3 separate regions of the Mus musculus genome follow, and regions 2 and 3 are each linked to region 1. Evidence: chromatin contacts called from public HiCAR-type and HiChIP or PLAC-seq data. All regions are on one chromosome and are shown on one strand. The core of a region is the stretch at or near the end of the contact, and the rest is flanking DNA. Distances in the headings are between cores, read along the strand shown. Region 1 holds the start of Tmem192 (transmembrane protein 192). Region 2 overlaps Marchf1 (membrane associated ring-CH-type finger 1). Region 3 holds the start of Naf1 (nuclear assembly factor 1 ribonucleoprotein).

Region 1 (3,986 bases), core at 1,298-3,797:
GGCTACTGTAGAACTCACTAAGTAGACCAGGCTAGTCTCCAACTCAGAGATCCACTTGCCTCTAGTTCCTGAGTGCCGAGATTAAAGAGTGAGCCACCACTGCCTGGCTTGAATCATTTTCAATCAATTCATCAATCAACTTTTCTATCTTCTTACAAGTCTCCCCCCACCCCACACCTAGGACCTCATGTGTGTTACACAACTGCTCTAACACTGAACTACATCCCCAGAACCTCAAATCATTCCTTCACTTCCTCTATTTTGGTCTGTAACTCCCTAAGGCCAAGGGTGACCTTGAATTTAAGATTCCCTCCCCTTACTTCCTCAGTGCTGGGACCACAGGTGTGTGCTACCATGCCTGGTTTATGTGGTGCTAAAGACTGAGCTCAGGGTTGTGTGGATGCTAAACGAGCAAGAACTCTACCACGTTCGCCCAACCCATTGCCATGACTTATGATCGAGTGAGTTACTACCAAAGAACTCAGCTATTGTTTTGACCTCAATACTGTCTCTTCATTTTCTTCCCCCAGTAACTGCTTCCTTTGGGGACTTGATGTCTATGCTGTATTAAGCCTTACTGGGACCCAGGTATAGTGGCATGTGCTGTTTATAATCCCAGCATGTAGGAGGCTTCAGGAGGAGGATTACTGTAAGCCAGGGGCTAGCCTGAGTTACCTAGTATGAGCCTGTAAAAAAAAAAACAAAAAAACAAAAAACAAAAATCCATGTGGGAATATCTTTAAATATTTCCCCTCTCCCTCTCTTGGTCTGATGGTAGTCATACAACAAAAGGCCGTTTGTAGACGACAGATCTCAGGTAAGGAAACAGCAGCATATTCAAGTTGGGGTACATTCTGTGAAGGTGTGTCTCTGTGTTTCCAATTGCTAATTCTGGACCAGCAGAGAGCTAAATGCTGGCAGAATCCTGGTCTTGCCATTTCTACAGCCCATTACTGGGTTTCTATTTTGTAAATATTCATTCTCCCCATCTGATCTAGAATCGTATCTGATTGGCTGTAATAAGGAGAGGAGAGACAAGAGCTAGGCAGGAAGTGGAGGGTGGCTTTTCCAGGAGAGAAAGGGATTCTGGGAGAAGAAATCAGAGGTGAGGGATTCAGCCAGCAGACAAGGGGGTAAACAGGACCAGAGCTGAGCAGAGAGGTAGAGGTGGCCATATGGCATGACATAGTGCCAGGATTAGTCTGGTTAGGGCAGCTACAAGACTGCCCTCCATGAGAGGCCTAAGTATTAAGTTTCCAAGTAGTAGTTGCTTTCCCATTTTCTCAGTTGAAAAATAACTAGATTAGTCCTGCTGTTAGAAACATATTTCATCAAGAAAATGTAACTAGCTACATCATCCTAGCATTAAAATGGGTTGAGTCAGGGAAGATAGGCAAATCTGAGGCCAGGTTAGGCTATATAATGAGTACCAGGCCAGCTAGGGCTACATAGCAAGTCTTAAATAAACAAATAAATAAATAAATGACTGCAGGACCCAAACACACAAGAATCTAAGCCCTTACAGTTCTGGAACCTTGCTATTATTAATTATTATTATTATTATCATTATTATTATTATTATTTTGATGTACTTTTATACTAAGACCATGATAATGTTTTTATTAGTTATTAGCTCAGGTCACTGTGCTAAGATAATGTCAGCCTTGCATTTCTCAAGGGCAGGAATTGTATTATGCCACTGGACAAAACAGTTTGTTCTGGAAACAAACGCATGTTTCCTCCCAAAGTGTTTCCCCCGCCCCACACCCAATTTCAAATAAATCAGTGTCTTAATGAGCTTGCAAACTCAAGATTTTTGCAACTGTATTATTCTATAATGGCTACATCATGAACTGGGCAACCGAATACTTTTTTTTTTTAAAGCAACCAAGCACTGTTCCTATCATGCCTACATTCAAAACAGCACATGATAACTGTTATGCGCCAATCTGCGTTTCCGGGAGATGAGAGCTACAAGTCCGCCCGAGGGATGCTGGAGGTTAGAGTCACTCCAAGTTCCGGGTGCTCTCCGACCAACGCAGGAGGGCCCACAGAAGCCGGGTCACCCGGGCTTGCAAGCCCGCCTGTCAGTCTCTCCCAGGAAGGACAGATCAAGCCAGCTCGCATCACGTGAAGCTCCCATTTCCGGAACCAAAGACGCGCACTGCACGTGAGCCGCCGAGTGAAGGGTCCCGCACGCCCACCCTGCCGTGTCCCTCCGATCGTTCAGGAAGACGTTCCCGGGGTCCGCGGTCCCCGCCCGTCGCGTCACCCCGCACCCTGCGTCCCCGATGGTCGAGCCGCTGCGGCTCTGGTTAGCTCCTAGCCCGCAGTCTCCGCCCCCTGAGCCCAGCACAGGAAGCCGAATGGCGGGGACAGGGCTCGGCGCCTCACTCACGTCCTCCAGCCGGCCGGCCGCCGCCATGACCCGCCGTCGCGGGCCGATGCCCCGCCAGCCTGACCTCTCCACCAGCGCCCGGGCGCCGACGGCCCGGGACAGTCGCACCTACTAGGACCTGCGCGCCCCGCCTCGGACACACCCACTCTGCGCTCGCCCCGCCCCGGCCGCCGAAGGCCACGCCCCTCCACCTAGATCAGCCGATCAGCAGCCAGGGGCGTGGCCCCCCCTGCAGACTCCAGCTTTGAGCTGCAGTGTAGCCCAGGCGGTTGTTTTGGGGTTTCCCCTAAACTGTTGCTTCATCCATTTATCAGAGATTTGGAAATTAAAGGATGAATTTCTCGAGCAACCATTTAAACCAAGTAAACTACTTCTCTTTAGAATATTAACTTATTTCTGTTGGCGCAATTTTTGTTTGCAACAATATAGATAGCTCTGTTTGGAAAAAGACGCAGTAAAAATCGCAATTCCACCTGTAGAGGGACTTAATTAGAATAGATTCCAATTTCTATAACACGATTTACAGATGTCTCCACAGGAAATTTCTGTAGTTTTTTTTTTTTTTTAAGGTATTCTGTTTCTGTTTTCCCCTTCCCCATCTCTTCTTTTTCTGTCCTTTGATTATTTTTGGTTTCAGTTTTGTTTTTATGAGACAGGGTTTCTCTACATAGCGCTACGTGTTCCGGAACTCACTATGTAGACCAGACTGAACCCTCGGAGATTCGCCTGTCTTTGTTGCCTAGTGGAATGCTCGGATGAGCCGCCACACTTGACCCAAGATTAAGTCAGTTCTTCCACTATGTGAATCCTGGACTTGACAGCAAAAGCCATTCATTGCCCAGTCCTCATTTTTGTAAAAATTAAAACAAAGTCTCAAGTAGCTCACACTGACCTAGAAATTGATGTGCACTGAAACGGGCCTTCAGTTCCTGATCCACTTGCCTTCACACAGTGAAATCTGGCATCGCTAGTGTGCATCATCGCAACGGATGAGTTGTTTTGTTTTATATACAAAGTATTTTTAAAATGCTTTTATTTTATGCATTTCAGTGTTTTATTTGCATGTGTGGCTATGCACTGTGTGTGTGCCTATTGCCCAGGGAGGCCAGATGAGACACTGGAGTTAGACAGTGGTTCTGGGAATCAAACCCAGGTTTTTTTTGGAAGAGTGGTTAGTGCATTTAAGCACTGAGCCATCTCTGCAGGCCAAGTTTTAAACACACACACACACACACACACACACACACACACACACACACAGAATCCAACTGGGGAAGTGGGTGTGGTGGCACACACCTGTAGTCCCAGGTCTTAGAGGAGACAAGAGAATCGTGATATCAAAGCCAGGCTTTGCTTTATAGTGCGTTAGAGGCAAGCCTGGGTTACACGAGATATCTCATGAAGAATGAAGAGAGATTTGAGGAAGAGTCCTCAAGGTCTGTGGTTGAAGAGGAATTGGAAGGCAAAGATGTCATCAACGCCGAGCAGACTGGGCCCCAAGGACAGTGACTAGACTTGTCCATTGGAAAGAATGCCTGTCCTCGTGTCCTGGAACAGCTAGCTGAATCATGTTGGCTCCTTCCTCTCT
Region 2 (4,483 bases), core at 1,006-3,505, 1.5 Mb before region 1:
TACCACTTTTAAATGAATAGTGTCTCAGTTAACATGTCTAAAATCAGTTTTAAAAGTATTTTGATATGATGTGTGACTTATTTATTCTACTCTCAAACAATGCACCCCTACTGGAATGAGTTCCACTTCTCAGGGCTGATTCTCAGCTCACTTGGTATTAGGAGTGGTGGTTAGTAATATTGTTCCTTGACAGAATGCAGGATCACTAAAGAAACAAACTACTGGGTGTGTCCATGAAGGAATTTCTAGATCATGGTAACTGCAGTGAAAATACCCACACTGAATGTCTCTGGCATCATTTCGTAGGCCGAGGTATTAGACTGAATAAAAAGGAGAAAGTGGGGCTGGTGAGAGGGTACAGATCACCTACTGCATTGACTGAGCAAACTCACTGATCTGAGTTCAATCCCTGGTCAAAGGTTGAAGGAGTAAACAAACTCTACAAAGTTGTCATTTGACCTCTACAAATGCTTCATAAGATACGCATGCATGCATGCATGCTTGCACATAGATGCTCATGAGCACGCGCGCACACACACACATACACACACACACACACACACACACACACACACACATGCTCTCTCACACACACACAGAGGCATGCATGTATGTACACAGGCATTCACACATGTTTGCATTAATAAGAATGCAATTTAAAACTTGATTATTCTTTATTTCTAGGAATGTGACTGACTGACTTATGCTCCCATTATCATGCCTTCCCTATCACCTTCTCTCTAACTTCAACTTATGAACCAAAACAAACCCTTCTCAAGATGCTTATTTTGTTGGAAATGGTTGTCTTGTCACAGCAACAGGAAGAGTGACTAATTAAGTGGGAGAAAAACGGGAAACGCTCACTTACATATGGGACAGACACTTTTGTGCTAGTATTGGCATCATCCGAAGGGGAACTCTGTTCCATTCTACCATGGTCAAACTCTTCAGGGAGAAATTGGTTTATAATAAGGACAGCCCCAGGAGGCCTCAGGATCTAACACAGGTGTGAGGAATGCCAGAGTGATTTCTCTGGGACTTAGAGAACTTGTGCCTAGATACTCTCTTTCCTATAATGGCCCCTTAGGCTTGCAAATTCCTGTGAGGAATTTTCTAAGACCTGGCAACATTCCCCTTCAATAACAGCTCCACTTTTCTGTCTAATGTTTAAGAGTAATCTTGGGGGCTAGGATTGTGACTCAGTGGGATAGCATTGGCTTGGCATATACAAGGCCCTGGGTTTAATTCTCCGCATGGAAGGTATAAAGGAGAAAAATAATACTTACTCGAGGAACACTTATTTTAAAGCACTTATTTAGTAGTTTATTACATTCTGTTCTTTCCAATTAGAAATTTTATGAAATTAGGTTAACAGTGTTTCCTTCTCTATGTCATTCATTCCTACTTATTACTACGGTTTACTATTTATTAATGAGTTTATTCAATAAGGAACTGTTTTCTCTACTGAAGCATTAGCTGTTGTAGATCACTAGATCCCATCTTGGTGGGAGAAATTACTGCATAGTCTGACCTTATTCTTATAATAGTTTTTAATTAAAAGAAAGCAAAACAAAACTAGAAAATCCCCAAAGATTTGTGTATGGTTGTCCGTGTTTAATCGCAGCAAACTCAGGAAACTGAGGCAGGAGGACTGCCTCAAGTTTGAGGCCAGTTTGGACTGTTATATGAATTCTAGATCAGCCTGGGCTACATACAGAGTGTGACCCTACCTCAGAAAAGCAACCTATCAGGGTGAGTGAGATGGTTCAGTAGGATAGGGTGTCTGCTGCAAAGCCCAGTGACTGGAGTCCAATGTCCCAATCCCACATGGCAGAAGGAGAGAACTGATTCTCATGGTCATTCTGACCTTGACACACGTCCAACAGCAAACATGTGCACATGTGTGCAAGTACACAAACACACACAAAATTAAAAACTAAAAAAATGGTAACCAGTGAAACTAACAGCAAACCACCAAAGAGGCAAAGTTCAATTACCAAGTTGAAAATGGAGCATGGTTCTTTGACATTTCTTTGTAAGTATCTCTGTTCTATTGAAGATCATAAATACCTTCTGATAGACTGTGATACAAGGGGAAGGGGCAGGGAATTTTAGAATATCTTAAACTGGGTAGTACTGTGTGGAACAGAGATTTGGCTGAGGATGTGCCTGAGAAGAAAAGGCCCAGGAAGAGGAACAAGTGTGCAGATGGCCATGAATGCCTTTGCTACTCAGTCAGCATCAAGGAGTACAGAGTTCAGGACTGATGTCGCCTGGCTAGTGGCCAGATAAAAGTGGATGGTATTCCGGGATGTCCTTCATACAATTCTTCTAAAGAAGTTTCACAATGACTACGTGACACAGAAACCGAAACCATGGGGGACACAGATGTAAGCTGACCTCTTCTGGAATAAAGCATGCAAATAGTATGTCTGTCCTTCCTTCTGAGGAGAAGAGGATGGGGAAGCAGAGGGAGGAGGCACAGCTGGGAAAGGTGGCAAGCCCTGCTTCAAGATGGCATTTTCTTTTTGCTGGTGCTGACCTCACCAAATGTGAGGTGAACTCTACAACCTGACTAGTCTCTAAGCTCAGAGTCACAGGAAGAGATGCAGGCCAGCCTGGATGATCTATGCAGAAATAGAAAATAAACTTCAGGCACTTGCAGGCGGGAGACAGGGATGGGAAAGTCTCAGGTCATGCTGGTCAAATGTGCTACAGTCAAGCAAATCTCCAGTTACATTGAACATGGGTTCTCTGGGTCATCAAAGGCCATTTGTGCAGCTGTGAGGGTGATGGGGACAGGAGGGGGAAAACTTCTAACTCCTACAGTATTCCCGAAGAGAGGATGTCCTGATGTGACAGTAGGTCTGCTCAAAGATCACTTCTGCTTTGGAGAACACGGATACTCCTAACGGGTAAACTCCCCTAACTTCCTGTCTTCAGACTAAGTGCATATTTTTAACTGCTCTGAGCCCTCTCACTTCCCTTCTTCTTATTTGTGAGGACAGAAGGTCCCTGTACAGTCCAAACAAACCATGCCCTTCAACTATTGACCCAATACTACTTTCCCATTTATTTTTCACTTGTCTCTCTTGGTACTGACTTCGCCTCTATCATGGAAATTTGTGTCTATGTCTTTTACAATGTTATCATTTTTTTTATCAACTGCCTATTCACTAGAAATAATTTATAAAACATAGAAATGTAAAACAGATAAAAATTACCCCTAATTTCATCTGCAATCTTTATCTTTGTATGTACATTCGAATACGCTGGAATATAAGCAATTCAAACCTTTTAAAATATTCTCATAACTCTGTGTCTCTTTGTTTTGTTTTCTTAGCACTTGAAGGATGGGGTGGGGATTTGGGGAGTTGCTAATGATTCAGAATGTAGAAAAAATGGTCCCTTTGACCTAAGAAGAGAGCAGAGAACTGCAGGAGAGAGTGAGCATATACACAGAGGGAGGCAGTGGTCAGAAGATGATAAGGAGGATAAACCCTTGCAGAGACAGTTGCGTAGGAAACAGTTGGAGAACAGACCAGCAAAGGACCACTCTGGGAGACAGTGTTAAGAGATGATCAGGGAGGAGAAACAAGGGACAAGGGACAGTAAGGCAAAGTGAAGAAGAAAGATAAATATGTATTTCATTTCATAAACAGAATCTACATTTAAATATATACAGATAGCTATGTGATAAGAGATCTGGAGGGGCACAACTGGGAGGGAAGAGGATCAGCAAGACAAGGAGGAGGGATGAGGGCAAGTAGTGAGGAGAGCACGTGCAAGCTGCAATCAATGGTTGGCGTATATGCATGGGAATGTCATAGTGAAACTCAGCATTTTGTATGCTAATTTAAAAGTTAATAAAAATTAAAAACAAGATAAGGACAGGATCTGCACAGGGCTTGAATCCCCTCTCAAAGACCTCCTGTCCTTTCCTAAGACTATTGTGTTGCGTCTCAAGCACATGGTTCCTCATTCTAGCAGAGCTCAGGAATGGAGTCATCCACTGGTTGTCTAACAGAGTATTTCCTTCCATGTTAGCATGCTTCTTCAAGTACATCTCTGCATGGCCAGGATGACACACCCTTTTATGATGCTCTAGGGCCTTTGTACATCCAGAGGCCAACCTGAACTATCTAGAGGAAGGCTTTGGAGATACTATCTCTATTTCTTATAAGGACATGCAAGAAATTAATAATGGGATCTACCTACCCATGCTTTCTGCTTGGATAGACAACAGCTTTATCAAGATATAATTGCTACATAGACTGAATGTATCAAATTGTAGACATTTATAGTTTTAACCTGTTTACTCACTTGTGAACATCAACACAGTCTGTTAAGCTAAACTCGAGGTCACTCTTTGTAGGCTTATGTAACTTTTGACATTGTGACATGGTGTCATTTGCAAACTTCATGCCTGACAAGCACACAATTGAGTTAAAAAAAAAACAAATATGGAAAAAGAAAAATCATG
Region 3 (4,034 bases), core at 81-2,580, 1.9 Mb before region 1:
GCCTCCCAGGCTACAGACCAGTCTGGGCTACACCAGATCCTCGCTGGAAAGGGGGGCAATGAAGTTTGAAACATAAGGTAATCCTGTTCCTGACCCTTAACTCCTGAGGTCTCAAAAAAGTAGTCTCGACGAAAAACGTAGCAATTCTGAACTGAAACAAGAGTCAGAATTTCTAACCCCAATGCACATGTTAAACTGAGTTCCTATGGTAATAACATAGCAGAGTAATTTTACAAATAATCTACCAACGTCGAGGCTTCTACACTGCAAACATGTGACTAACTTCACGTGTAACTTTGGGGACTATCACGTTTGGAAAGGAAGCGGGAACTCCTAGAAGTAGCTGGGACCATGGGAAGCACTCCGGCGAGCCCGGGGTCCCAGCTCCCAGAGAGCACGTGGCACGGAGCTCGGCTGCGCCGCCCCGCAGAGCACGCCCGCGCGCCCCGCTCCCCAGGCCCCGTGTCCCCGGCCCCCCTCCGGCCTCTCGTGCACTCGACCTGTCCGAATCCGAGTCCGAGGAGTCCGAGGCCTGCAGCACTGGCGGCGGCTCCGCGGCGTTCCGGCCGGTGACCCAGGCCCCGCCCGGCGGCGGTGGTCTTCCGCCCGCATCCCAGTTCAGGGCTGGCAGCGGCGGAGTCGGTCTTCCGCCGGGATCCGAGTTCGGGGCTGGCGGCGGTGGTGGTCTTCCGCCCGCATCCCAGTTCGGGGCTGGCGGCGGCGGTGGTCTTCCGCCGGGATCCGAGCTCGGGGCTGGCGGCGGCGGTGGTCTTCCGCCGGGATCCGAGTTCGGGGCTGGCAGCGGCGGTGGTCTTCCGCCGGGATCCGAGCTCGGGGCTGGCAGCGGCGGTGGTCTTCCGCCGGGATCCGAGTTCGGGGCTGGCAGCGGCGGTGGTCTTCCGCCGGGATCCGAGCTCGGGGCTGGCAGCGGCGGTGGTCTTCCGCCGGGATCCGAGTTCGGGGCTGGCAGCGGCGGTGGTCTTCCGCCGGGATCCGAGCTCGGGGCTGGCAGCGGCGGTGGTCTTCCGCCGGGATCCGAGCTCGGGGCTGGCGGCGGCGGCTGCACCCCCGGCGGCGGGGCCTCCCGGCGATCCTCAGGTGGCTGCGGTGCTGCCGACCCCTGGCCGGAGCCGCCGAACTTGAGCGTCTGCAGCTGCGCGGCGGCCTCCACCACCTCCATGGCGCCGCCCGGGCCGCAGAGCAGCGCGAGGGTCTCCTCAGAAGCCAAGCTAGCCAACTCGGCCACGCTGAAGCCCGCGCGTTTCTCAGGTAACCGCACGCGGACCGACCTGAGGACACGCCCCCGGCATCATTCACGGGACTTCCGGGAGGGCCGGTGACGTCATGAACGAGACGCCGGTTCCCAGGGGCTGAAGGATTCCAACTATGGAGGAAACTTGGCTTCCGCGCGGTCCTAAGTCCGCCAAGTTCACTGCTTCTGGTGAACTGTGCTGCTCACTAAAGCGAGGGCTTCCAGGCGTGGTGGGAATGAATGAGGATTATAGTACTAGTTTCTGTACTTGAGAATCTTGAGTCAGAACGTCTTCAAAAGACGCTTTTAGTAATTTATCTTGAAAGTTAAATGAAAATAAAACCACATTTACATTCTCACCGTGAGAGAAAAAACAATACTTTTCTTTCTCCAGTATATTGAAAAGACAAGAGTTGTAAAGGATTTTACTGATAATGTTATGGCAGGGCTATATCATAGTTGATGCTGCTTCATAGGAAGTGTGGGGTGACTCTAAAATGTAGCATTTTAATCTGGAGATCTTTTCGTCAGATTGTAAGGCACTCAAGCACCAAGTTCTTAAGACTTGGGGAGTTATCGCCAGGTGTTGGTGCATGCTTTTATTCCCAGCACTCAGGAGGCAGAGGTAGGTGGATCTCTGTGATTTTGATGCCAGCCTGGTCTACTGAGCTAGTTCCAGGACAGGCCAAGACTACAAAAGAAGATTTAGGAAAAGATCAAACTTTTCTGGTTTTCTGGGTCTTCAATTTGATGCATCAATGTCTCACCTAATAATATTGCAACAACTTAGTAGGCATACATATTCATGAAGGACTATGTAAAATTTTATATGTTATTTACTGACAATTGATTGTAGGAGCTCCATAGAAGACTCTCAGTTAAAGTAAAAGAAGAAGCAATCCAGGCATTCCTGCACATTACAATGCTTACAATCCAATGTGAGTTTTAAAAGCAAAGGTGAATCCTTGGCAGAGAATTGAAGTATAGAATAGACTGTTCAAAGGCACAACAATGGAAAGTTAAAATTGGTGGGCTGTGTCCTGGAAACCCTTCCAGATGAAATAGAAATCCAAGACGGTAGGTACTAAGGCAATATTTCCCAAGTAAATACTCATATCCTAAAACCCCAATTCTATCATTTTTCTTGAAATATGCAACCGGGTGTAACTAAATCTTACTTACCTGTAGAATACAGACAAAAATACTATCTCATTTAGTTTATAGAACATTAAATAAGATGGTATAGAGAAGCAAGACTTGTCTAGCATGCATTCATTGTACAGATACCCCTGCAAAGTGAACCAAAGCATGGATTTATGAATAATATGTATCATTGATAATGACTGATATGTAGAGATACACAGCTGAATTTTAGAAGAGACAACATGTTATTTAGAATATTTCTGTGGGCAGCAAAATGTTATATTTTTTTCAGAAATTAGATGATTGCAGTCTAAACTAGGGGTTAAGTCAATGAGGTAGAATAAATGACAATTCAAAATCTTAAGACCTTAACAAGGTACTAGAAAATTTGTGACCTAGGAAAGAACAAAGAAGTTGATGTTATCTATTGTACTTGCTGGTTTTGTGTCAACTTGACACAAGCTGGAGTTATCTCAGAGAAAGGAGGAAATGCCTTCATGGGATCCAGTTTTAAGGCATTTTCTCAATTAGTGATACAGGGGGGAGGACACCTCGTAGGTGGTGCCATGCCTGGGCTGGTAGTAATCTTAGGTTCTATAAGAAAGCAAGCTGAGCAAGCCAGGGGAAGCAAGCCAGTAACTAACATCCCTCCATGGCCTCTGCATCAGCTCCTGCTTCCTGACCTGCTTGAGTTCCAGTCCTGACTTCCTTTAGTGATGAACAGCAGTATGGAAGTGTAAGCTGAGTACATTCTTTCCTCCCCAACTTGCTTCCTGGTCATGATGTTTGTGCAGGAATAGAAACCCTGATTAAGACACCTGTAAAACTGGAGAAGTTGAAAAAATGCTAATGACTGTTTAAAATTGACTCAGAAAAAAACATCGTAGTCAATTGAAAATGCTAAAGGAAATTTAAAGATACAAGACAAGCAATCAATAAAGAGTTAGGATCAGAAGCAGAGCTCAAGGAGAATTCCAGAACTCATCTGCTCATTCCAAAATTGTTTACTTAGCATTGTTTTGAGCTATGCACTGCTGTATAGCTTGCTTGTATAAGAAGACTAATGAATCACAATCCTCCTCAGAAGGAATTCATAGTTCAGTAAAAAAGATAAGTTGGAAAACAAGAGATATTTGTGAAGTAGAAGAAGGTAAGAAACTGCAGTGTGCAGTCTGGGAAGTAACGTAACTATAATACTCTCAGTAGCCATAAACCTGGCTCAAGCATATTTCAAAGGTCCTCGCTACAGACCATTTAGCAGTGTGAGGCTGCTGGCCTCAGAGATTTCCAGAAAACAAGACTTCTCCCACACAGATGCAACTTTTTTGAACCTTAAAACAAAGCTAATCCTTCTAAGGAAAGCTCAGACTTTTCTCAGTGAAGCTGATATTTTGTAACTGCCCCACAACAATAAGAGGGAAAAGGATTATCAAGCTACCATATCTGACTATATCTGTCCCATGGGCTGGGTCACCCATGTCTTTCCTTGCCACTTTGGAGAGTGAAGGTAGGACCTAATAGGTTATTGATGAACTCTACCACTGAGCCACACCCTAGCCTTACACTGTCTGGTTTATATCTTGTCAGACCAGAAGAAAACAGGTGCATTCCAGCCATGTCTAAGATCATCTTTAACAGA

Evidence for each region. HiCAR-type assays count read pairs that join an accessible place to other places. HiChIP or PLAC-seq counts read pairs in DNA pulled down with a chosen protein or histone mark.
Region 2: an H3K4me3 HiChIP or PLAC-seq map of pro-B cells shows a contact between it and region 1, with 22 times the contacts expected there. The contact joins the enhancer-like site here to the promoter of Tmem192 in region 1. A contact is called at or near these places in 4 of 39 promoter capture datasets (cranial neural crest, embryonic stem cells, hippocampal neurons and 1 more), 2 of 15 datasets of contacts at CTCF or cohesin (large pre-B cells and pro-B cells), 6 of 484 Hi-C or Micro-C datasets (B cells, the N1E-115 cell line, Th1 cells and 3 more) and 13 of 115 datasets of contacts at active chromatin or transcription factors (the SCID.adh cell line, astrocytes, bone marrow-derived dendritic cells and 8 more).
Region 3: a contact with region 1 is called in a HiCAR-type map of astrocytes, with 6 times the contacts expected there. The contact joins the promoter of Naf1 here to the promoter of Tmem192 in region 1. A contact is called at or near these places in 2 of 39 promoter capture datasets (hippocampal neurons and pre-B cells), 7 of 484 Hi-C or Micro-C datasets (CD4 T cells, CD8 T cells, LSK cells and 4 more), 7 of 115 datasets of contacts at active chromatin or transcription factors (astrocytes, double positive thymocytes, effector CD8 T cells and 4 more) and 1 of 9 other capture datasets (adipose tissue).

Annotation. Positions count from the first base shown.
Region 1 is chr8:64,945,746-64,949,731 of GRCm38.p6, reverse strand. It overlaps Tmem192 (transmembrane protein 192), which reads right to left and starts at 2,547. Exons shown (of 6, transcript NM_028427.3): 1 at 2,399-2,547. The coding sequence starts at 2,425.
Region 2 is chr8:66,436,528-66,441,010 of GRCm38.p6, reverse strand. The region is part of intron 7 of Marchf1 (membrane associated ring-CH-type finger 1); the gene reads right to left. Among named protein-coding and RNA genes, the nearest start is that of Tma16, 48 kb to the left of the region's middle. Within about 2 kb of position 2,255, at least 59 of the 459 cell types and tissues checked have an H3K27ac peak or open chromatin away from gene starts, as enhancers often do. A contact at or near this core is called in bone marrow-derived dendritic cells, bone marrow-derived macrophages, pre-B cells and 1 more, where this site is marked.
Region 3 is chr8:66,857,513-66,861,546 of GRCm38.p6, reverse strand. It overlaps Naf1 (nuclear assembly factor 1 ribonucleoprotein), which reads right to left and starts at 1,330. Exons shown (of 8, transcript NM_001163564.1): 1 at 501-1,330. The coding sequence starts at 1,180.